Regions from separate parts of the Hordeum vulgare genome. Here region 1 is linked to region 2. A link is a contact called in public Hi-C data. All regions are on one chromosome and are shown on one strand. The core of a region is the stretch at or near the end of the contact, and the rest is flanking DNA. Distances in the headings are between cores, read along the strand shown.

What was found. Hi-C and Micro-C count contacts between places; a contact is called where the count stands out from the background.
Region 1: a Hi-C map of seedling shows a contact between it and region 2, with 3 times the contacts expected there. The contact joins two enhancer-like sites. A contact is called at or near these places in 2 of 6 Hi-C or Micro-C datasets (leaf and seedling).

The regions. Positions count from the first base shown.
Region 1 is chr4H:40,195,922-40,200,693 of MorexV3_pseudomolecules_assembly, reverse strand. No RefSeq gene overlaps it. Among protein-coding and RNA genes, the nearest start is that of LOC123447781, 22 kb to the left of the region's middle. Within about 2 kb of position 2,158, at least 3 of the 3 cell types and tissues checked have open chromatin away from gene starts, as enhancers often do. A contact at or near this core is called in leaf and seedling, where this site is marked.
Region 2 is chr4H:39,873,290-39,878,422 of MorexV3_pseudomolecules_assembly, reverse strand. No RefSeq gene overlaps it. Among protein-coding and RNA genes, the nearest start is that of LOC123447779, 210 kb to the left of the region's middle. Within about 2 kb of position 3,537, at least 3 of the 3 cell types and tissues checked have open chromatin away from gene starts, as enhancers often do. A contact at or near this core is called in leaf and seedling, where this site is marked.

The DNA of each region.
Region 1 (4,772 bases), core at 909-3,408, 320 kb before region 2:
ATGCTAAAAAACGTAGAAGATTTTTATTTTATTTTTTATCAAAGCACTCAAGGTATTTCAAGAGGGCTCCTCATTGGCGCCTTAAACGCCATGAAGACTACTCGCGCTCAAGCGTCCCCTAGTTGGTCGAGGGTCATATCTTGCTCGACAACTGTAGTTTGCTTCACTCTCGTACGATGCTACTCCTTCAATCCATATCTCGTGAGCAGGTGTTGTGAAAAAGTTTAAGAATTCAAAAAAAAATGTTTCTAAATTCAGAATTAATTAATTTGAAAAATTCAAGTATTGATAGAATGTTGAAAATTTTGAAAATTTTCACAATTTTTTTAGAATACTAATTTATAAATCTTTCATGAATGCGGAGAAATTTTAAAAATTCGAAAATAGTTCATGAATTTGAAAAAGTTCACGATTTTATTCAAAAAGTAATATTTTCTAAAAAACACTAAAAAGTTTGCAGAGGTGAAAAAAGGTTCATAATTTTTTTTAATCAAAAAATTTAATAAAAACTAAAAATTTCATGAAATTTGGGAAAAAACTCTAAGAAAAGTTACAATAATTTAAAAAGTTTGCATATTTGAAAAAATTCGTGAAATTTGATAATAAAAATTTCACGAAGATGAAAAAAAATCACAAATTGATAAACGTTTCTTGGTAAATATTTTTTGAATTTCTCAAAAATCCATGCTTTCAAAAAAAAGATAAAACCGAGCAAAACCTTCCAGAATCATAAACCAGAAAAAGGCCCAACCAGAAGTTTACAGATGCTTCCCAAAACTAGGTTCGGAAGCTTCCAGAATCTTCAGCAAGCTCACACAAATTTCCTTGCTTCTCGGCTTACATTGGCCGGCCTGTTCGGATCGAGGGTGTCCGCCGGTTTATTAAAATACATAAACCAGCAGTTAAGGCCCCATAAGATCCGGCGCATGTCAGACACTTCAAAAGTGTGTAACACACCATCTTCTGACTAAGAGCAAGTACAATAAAATGAATCAGCTGACTATAAGGAATAAAGTAGTATATTTTTGCTTAGTTGGAGGAGAGAGAAGGTAAGCGGGCTCTTAGTTAAGAGCCAGCTCTAGCACGTGCTCCTAGGCACTTTGTGAGAATGAAATGTGGGCTATATAATAAATAAGTAGTATGCTCTTCTAACCAACTATTGTACATGTTAGCTATAAGATGGGCTATAGGTGACATGTCATTAGCTTACAGCCGACAGCCGACTCTACTATTGTACTTGCTCTAAGGCTAGTTTCGTTGCAGCTGTAGCCCATACAAATGGGGCCTAAAGCTGAGTAGGGTCAGACAAATGAGACCCTAGACCTAAACCCAGTGAACTTACCTCGTGAAGGTCCCAATTGGGAAGCTCCTATGCAGCGATGGAGGCATCCGCTAACGATGCGGCGCCTGTAGCATCGCTGGGATGGACCGGCCCACTAGCATGCTGCCTAATTGTTATTTTTTATCTTTTTTTGCTGTTGATCCAGTAGAAAACACGTCAACTTTTTATATTTGTTACAAAAATAAAAATATGAAATAATAAAAGGTTTAAAAATTTAAAGAAAAAGGTTCACCCATTTGAAAAAATAAGTACATATCTTTAAAAAAGGATAATCCATTTTGAAAAAAAGTTCACCAATTTGAAGAAGTTCACTGAAATTGAAAAAAAAGTGCATCCAATTTGGAAAAAGTTTATTAAACATTTAAATTTTCATTAAATTTGAAAAATGTCCATTGAAATTCAAAAATGTTCATGTATTTTTAGAAAACTTCATAAATCTTAAGAAAGTTCATCAATTTTTATTTAAATCATCCATTATCAAAAAGATATTTATCAAATATCAAAAAACTTCATAGATATTTAATACCTTAGAAAAGGTTCATCAATTTTCAGAGAAAAGATCATCAATCTTAAAAAATATTTGTTGAAATTTAAAAAAAACCAACTGGTGCCTAGATGGGTCGGCCAATTAACGAACGCCTGGACGCCAGTTAACAAAAATATACGTTAACTGACGCCTATGACGCCAACCAACTAGGGGGACTCAGGTGACCCCTTGACCTCGAGTGAGATTGGCCGGCCCATTTACATTTGTGCTGTTAAATTAAAGAAGAACAGGGAAATGAGAGAAATAGAGATCGATCCCGGACCTCCTATTCGATGCATTCTGCGTTCAATAGTTCAGGGACGAAGCGACAGGGCCGTCGCCGCTAGCGATGCGACTGGGCTGGCCAGTTAATCAGCTCAGTTTTTTTTCTTTTTAGGTAGTTATTTTCCGATTTGTTTTTCATTGTTTTTCCCTTATTCTTTATTTTATTTTATGATTCTCTTTTGCTTTTCTCCAAAATATTACCGTTTTGATTTTTTTGAATTTCTCAAACTTAAAAGCTTTAGTATTTACGAATGAAATTAATAAATGGAAATCTTTTTGAATTTCTGAAGAATTGAAAAGAACAGAAATAAATTTGAAAACAGGAGCATTTTAGAAAATTAGAACAACTTTGTTTAGAAAATAAGATTTTTTGAAAATTTTAAACTAGGAGATGTTTTTCAACTTATGTACACTTTTTGAAACACAAACATTTTTTGAATCTGTGAACTTATTTTGAAAGAGCACACATTTCTGAAAAGGAAGAATTTTTTTAAAATTCTCGAACATTTTCAAATCATGAACATTTTTAGAATTGGCTAACCAAATTTGAGCATGTTTTCAATTCGTGAACAAATTTCAAAAAAGAATCATTTTTTGTAAAACAAGAACATTTTGTATAAACATGTAAAAACAACAACATCTTTTGAAATTTGTGACCAATTTATGAAAAAAGGAACTTTTTATGAAATTCGCAAACAATTTTTGAAGCGGCAACATTTATTCAACTTATGTACACCTTTTTAATCATGAACACTTTATAACTTATGTACATTTTTTGAAAAGGCAACCACTTTTATAAAACGAAGTACATTTTCTGAAATTTTCGAGCATTTTCAAATCATGAACATTTTTAGAATTGGTGAACAAAATTTCATTTGTCAACAAATTTGAGAAAAAGAAAAACATTTTTTTCAAAAAAGGAATTTCTCGAAAAATCATGTAGTTTTTTTGCATACGAGAACAATTTTTGAAACACAAACATTTTTCAAAAAAATAACACATTTTGAAAGCAATTACATTATTTTTTCAATTCCTGATTTTTTAAGCACGAACATTTAAATGTAAATTGTGACCAAAATTTTGAACCCGAGAACAATTTTTATTAGAATAAAATTATAAAATGTCAAACAAAAAAAAGGAAAAATAAAAAGAAGAAAAGGTAATAAAAAGTTAAAACGAAGACATTAACATTTTGTTTTTTAAGAAGAACATTAAAAAAAGCGAACATTTTTTGAAAATATGAAACGTGTTTTAAAATCTCAATCATTTTTTGAAGTTGTGATTTTTTTAAAACGGAAACTATTTGAAATTTTGAACATTTTTTCCAAAAGCAAATATTTTTTTTCTGAATTTCTAGAACAATTTTCAAACATGAACATTGTTTAACAAATAAAATAATCCTAAAAAAGAAAAGAAAGAAACTGAAACAGAAAAAATATAAAATATAAAATGATTCAGGTAACCTCTAGAAGGTTCCCAAAACCGGTGGCAAACAAACTGAGCCGGGCTAAGTCTTCTCGAGGGGTGCGCGTAGCCCCGATTTTTTGACGCAATATGCGTCAAATAGAGGTTTTCCGATCGATCCCTCTTGTCGTGGGAGATCGCCAACGGTGCTAGACACTCTGCTCGTGTCATATTCATGGCAAGTAGTAGGGGCGCATCCCATTAGAGATTTTTAAAATAGTACATTTTTGTTAAATTTGAAAAATATTATGATGATAACATATTTTTGAAAAATAGTACAACATCGGTCTAGTCAAAGGTGACTCGCTCGAGCCGGATTCGCCGTAGCTAGTCCGTGTCGGTTTTGATTAGATCGATAGGCCACTCAGGTGCCCAATGAAGCTCCAGACGGCTTAGGATCATTTAGTATTAATTGACTTAGCCGTGACCAATTAATTGTGCATGCATTCATATATTTTTTGTAAGTATGATTTTTTGATGACTAGAATAACAAAATAGCCTGCCATCATTTTCCATTTGTAACTTCGCGTCATAGTTTCCCGCTTCTTAGTTCCTTCTGATATCTTCCGTCATAATTTCTTGCTTCCGACTTCCCGTCGTAATTTCCCGCTTCTTAGTTCCCGCCAATGTCCCCCGCCATAGTTTCGGTCTTGTGAGTTCCCACCTATTCTTCTCTTCTAAACCTATAAAAAACCCTCCACGCTCCGGTAGGTAAGCAGTCGAGTGTAGTAGCGTAGTTTCGTCAAGATGTCCCATTATTCTTTTGATCGTAGTTTTATCTCTCGTATGTCCCAATCTCTTCTGCGTTTAGCAATCAATTTCAAGATAGATGATATAATAGTTTCATGGAACAAACTCATCAGTAATGACACCCTACTGATAACCTGCTGCTGCGCCATTTCCGCGACAAACACATGGAAGATGATCTTCAATTTCGTCATCGAATAACCACGATCTCTTGTGCATAGCTTAGAAATATCGCCGAGGTATCTGACATGTACGACTATTAGACCACCGCAGTGTACGTGTTGAACTACTCGTATAATGTCGTGTAGGATCACCTAGTCTGATCACTAGCATAGCGTCTCTACCCAAAATATAAGTGTGTTTCAGCCATAGTGTATGCAAAGAAGGTGCATTAAATTATATCACAAG
Region 2 (5,133 bases), core at 2,288-4,787:
TGTCGTGATTCCAATTAACTCAACACCGCATGTACTAGTAGCTAGCTAACGTGTTGGCACGATATAACTACACACATGATCGATCATGTGACCGGAGGATGGACAACTTTTGGTTGAACCATTTCAATTAAGAAGGACGACTAAACACATTGGCGTTCGGAGGTGGGCTACGAATCCGATTGGTGCCGCCCATAGCCAGATCGCAGGGCTGCCGCTTTCTGTTACGTGTTAGCATGTCCCTCGTCTACTTATAATGGCGATGCGTGGTTTATAAGATTCTCCCTCGGCCCCGGCCGGCCCGTTGCTGGCTTGCTTCAGACCCACTGCAACCGAATCCTGTAGCTGTAGGACATGTTGGTCTACAAGTGTGCACGGCTCGAAAAAAGGGTTGAGGCACTGTCGACGGTAAGTTGCTTCTCCCAAGAGTTCACGCCAAGTCCAGCGCCCCCGAACCCATCCTGTCGGATTGTGTTTGTTTGAGCTAAAATGGATACACCAGATAGCCCAAGGCACAGAAGCAAACACATTTTTGTCCGTTTTCGATACATTTTTGATTCAAATTTGAATTGCATTTGAGGTGAAACGGACAGCGTATGGATGAGCGGAACGCGCGCGCTTGTCCTCCCCTGGTCCGCCCATTGGTGACACAAAAAACCTTCCCACGTCACGACCTCCCCTCCGTCCACCACCCTCCTGCCATGGCCGATGCCCCGCCGAATTCCGGCGGCCAGGCCGTCAACCAGCCCCGAAAGGTGAAGAAGAAGGCGGCCAAGGGTCCGAAGAAGCCGCGGTCGGAACTCATGCCGGCGGAGCTCGCAAAGCTGGACGTGGAATCGGCCAAGAGGAGGAACCGACTGGCGGCGCAGAATGGCAAGAACGCCGCAACCATGTTCTCCGCCGAGCGCTGCGTTGGAGGCCGCGCGGCACAAGGCCAACGTCGACGAAAAGGAGGACATCATCAACAAAGCGCACACCATCCTCATGCTTGGGGCGGGCTTCTCGACAACGCCCATCGGCCCGGCGAGCACAAGCTCGTCGGTCGCCCGGCCTCCGCAGTGCCCCTCGCCAAAGTCGTGGACCACGCCATTGTCGCACGGTTTTCCTCCGCCAAGGTACAAAGGCCAGACCCGTTTCTCGGGGTTGCGGGACGTTGGCATGATCACGCCGTCCACCCTGTGCCCCTCGGCCGTCATCGACCTCAAAGTCATGTCGGGGTCCAGCAGCGGCGTTCGCCCGTCAGTCGAGATGCAAAGAAAGCAAGCATGACTGCCGTCTACGACCACCATGCCGTCACCCCGCGTCTTGTTCGATGAAATGCCAACACCAACACCAACGGTCAAGGACCCCTTCTACAACCAGTTCATGGAGAATGTCATCTACGAGGGCCGTGGCGAGGCCTTCCGGATGGGTGGGCATGGCAATGCCTTCGATCCCGATGAGACCCAGAGTCAGGATGGCCGCGACCAATATGTTGCCGATGAAGACTTTGAGGCCTTCTTTATGTTTCCATATCCAATTGTTGTTGGTCGTGTAGGCATTTCAATCTTTGGAAGCATTCAAGGCCCATCACAATGACAAGTCATTCACTCTTATGCATTGTTGGAGGATCATCAACAATTGCCCTAAGTTCAAAGATCAATACCACGAACTTCAAAGGAAGAGAAGCAAGAAGACGGCCTGTTGACCAGAGGTGGAGATGGTGAGGCATTGAAGATGTCGAAGGGCAAGACCAACTCCGGGATGGACGACAAGCATGATGCGGCATCCTTTGCCTTGCATGAGACTTTGCACGACATGATGTCTCAAAAGGAAGTGAGTGATGAGAAAAAGCGACAAGGCAAGGAGGAGCAAATGAAGCAATACCTGGAGCTTGGAGGAGGCGTCCAAGAAGAGGAAGATGGATATGGAGAAGGCGTCCCGACAGAGGCAGCTCGACATCAAGGCCACCAATGCTGCAACCAAAGCAAAGGAGGTGGTGCTGGCGATCATGAGCGTCGACTTGAGCAAGATGAGCGAGAAGACGAGGAGCTAGTTCGAGGCCCGACAGAAGAAGATGTTCGGCGTCGACGACCTGAACTAGGTGGTCTGTTCGGCCGTGGTTGTTCTTTTTGGAGGCTGGCCTGGGTGCGGGTCGGTGGTTGTATGCCGGCGACAAACCTATTCATTTAGGATGCTGGTTGTGTTGCCGACCACTAGTTGTGCTGCCGGCGACAAAACTATTCATTTTGGAGGCTAGGTGTGCTGTCGGTTGCTGGCTGTGTTGCCGGTGAGGTTGTGTAGGCTGGATGCGTTGCCGACGTGAACTAGGACCGTTGGCATGAACTACGGGCCATGGTTATTCGAATATTTGCGTTTGAAAAAGGAGGCGGACAGGATGCGGCCAAAAGATGCGCCGCGTGTTGGACGCACGGTCACCGCATCCCAGAAAAGACCCGAACACGATCCCATCTCCCCATCCCAAACGGACAGAAACCGAGTCAAATGGACGTCCGTTTGGGATCGTTTGTTGGAGTTGGCCTCACGTACCAGGTGCCAACAACCATAGTGTAGAATTTGTCTCCACCATGATTTTGGTGATACATGGAGGGGTAAAATACCAAAACTGACAAACGAGGGGCCTTGTCAATCCCAAGCAAACTTTGGCAAATGACACAAGGTCTTTTATTTCTTTTCATATATTTTTTCGGTACAACCCCTAAATACATTAACTGATGAAATCTTTTCATACCCCTTCATTATAAAGGGCATGATAGCCTTTTGAGAAAGTATACGCCTCCCCAGACCTCAAGGTATCCTACAAGTTATGTTAACCAACCAGGACAGCTTACTTATTTTGACCATTTAATTCCTTTTTCTCTTCTTATATATTCTTATATGGAAAATATAATTTATAAAATCCCAGGCTTTTGTTCTATTTTATTCCTTTTTTGTTTTCTTTTTTATTTTGCTTTCCTTTTTTAATTTTTCACATGCGTGAACTGTTTAAAATAAATTAAAATAAATTCATAATTATTTTTCTCAAATTTGTGAATATTTTTCAATTTCCTGAACTGCAACTTTTACAGTGAAGTATTTTTTTAATCTGCGAAAATTTTGTATAGGTACACAAATTTAAGAAAAAGTTCCAAATAGGTAGATTTATTCTTTATGAAATCTGTGAGATTTTTACAAAACCGTCACGAACATGGAGGTTAACTGCTTACAAAATCTGTGAACATTTGGGCCGGACCAATATGCGGGCAGCGAGTGCTTCAGCTAGTTGGGCCAACGCCTAATATATTTTTTCTGTTTATTCTTCTATTTTTTTTAGGATACAAGTATGCATGTTCGGACTTTTTAATTATTACTAGGGCAAAATGATTTGTATTTATTCAATTTTAGTTCCACCAACGCCCATTAAAAACAGCAACACGTCCATAGCACACATTTAATTTAATTTAATTCTAAAAAAATCCATGGCCCAGACGTTATTGACTCGCACCCTACTTCTGGCGGGTCTATCCATTCTTTGGGGATGTCCTATACGCCGCATTCTGCGGCAGATCTACCAGCCTTCGCACGGGGTAACCTTCATCTGGGCCAGCCCACGTAAGAGCAAACAGTAGCGTAAAAAGCACCGCAAAAATGAGGCACACTATATCTATTTTTAATTCATGATCTACCTGTAATAATGCATCTACCTGTAATCTCTATTTTCAAATACCGAAACATTTTTTTTCAAATTGCGTAACATTTTCAGAAAAACCGAAACATTTTTATAAAAAATCCGGAACAATTTTCAAATTCTGAATCATTTTACCAAAATCTGGAACATTTTTTCAAATAGCAAAACATTGTTTCAAATTTCAGAACATTATTTTTTGAAATCCAAACATTTTTATAAACTTTCGGAACATTTTTTCATATTCCGGAATACTTTTTCAAATCCCGGAACATTTGTTCAAATTATAGAACATTTTTCAAAACTACGGAACATTTTTGAAATTCTGGGATTTTTTTTCAAATTCCAGAACATTTTTCTGAAAATCCAAACATTTTTATAAAAATACTAGAACATTTATTTTTAAATTCCAAACATTTTTTCAAATTCCGAAATATTTTTTCAAATTTCAAAACATTTTTGAAACAGAAGCAGAAAAAAAAGAAACAAAAAAAGAATAAAGGAAAAAAAAAGAAAAACCGGTTCAAGGAATCTTCTAGAAAGTTCCCAAAACCAGAAAAAAACCAGCTGAGAAAGTCTAGAAGGTTTCCAAAACCGGCATCCTCGCAACTGTTAGTGGGCCGACCCAGATCATCCTCGTTCGCTTTTCTTCCGACAGTTTGACGTAAAGAGCGTCAAATAGGATATTCCTATTGTTTGGTCGATCTCAGCCAGCCCCTCTCAGTCGGTTTAATAAGAAAACTTCATGTACCATGTGCTCGCCTAAGCTTCCCACACAAAAGAAGTGCTCACCTAAGAGCATGGTTAATAGTATAGTCAACTGCTGGTTATAAGCAGTCTTATAGCCCATCTTATAGCTAGCTTGTATAATAGTTAGCTATAAAAGAATACTACTTTTATCATATATGGTTCATCTTTCGTTCTCTCAAAGCATCTAGGAGCACGTGCTAGAGCTGGCTCTTCGCAAAGAGCCGATTCCCTTCTCTCTCATCTAACTCAGCAAAAATATAGTATTTTAATCATTACAGCCTGCTGATTGTACCTTATTGTACTTGCTCTAAGCAAGGTGGTAGTAAACAATTTATCCCAGGTACCGGCAATCCCTGCACATGCAGCAGGCATATTTTTTTAGAAGAATGCAGCAGTCAGATCACTAGTGGATGTATGCAAGTTACGGCACGTCCGGTCATTTATTTATTTCTGAACACCTGTCTCATCATTTATGGTCCATTTTACCAAAAAAACTCCAAAAATATAAAACTTCTACAAAACCTAAGAAACATGGTTAGGTGTCTTTAATTGGTCTTACATAGCCATGGGAAAAAATTGGAGTCATTTCAAGGACGTAAAAAAACATACTCTTAAACGGAACCTTTTTGGCCTACCCAGACTAACGTAAATGACCCGAACCTTTTCCACCAGGTGGGAATGCCCATGGTTGGCGTCTATGCCATGTTTGAACGACTTCCGAC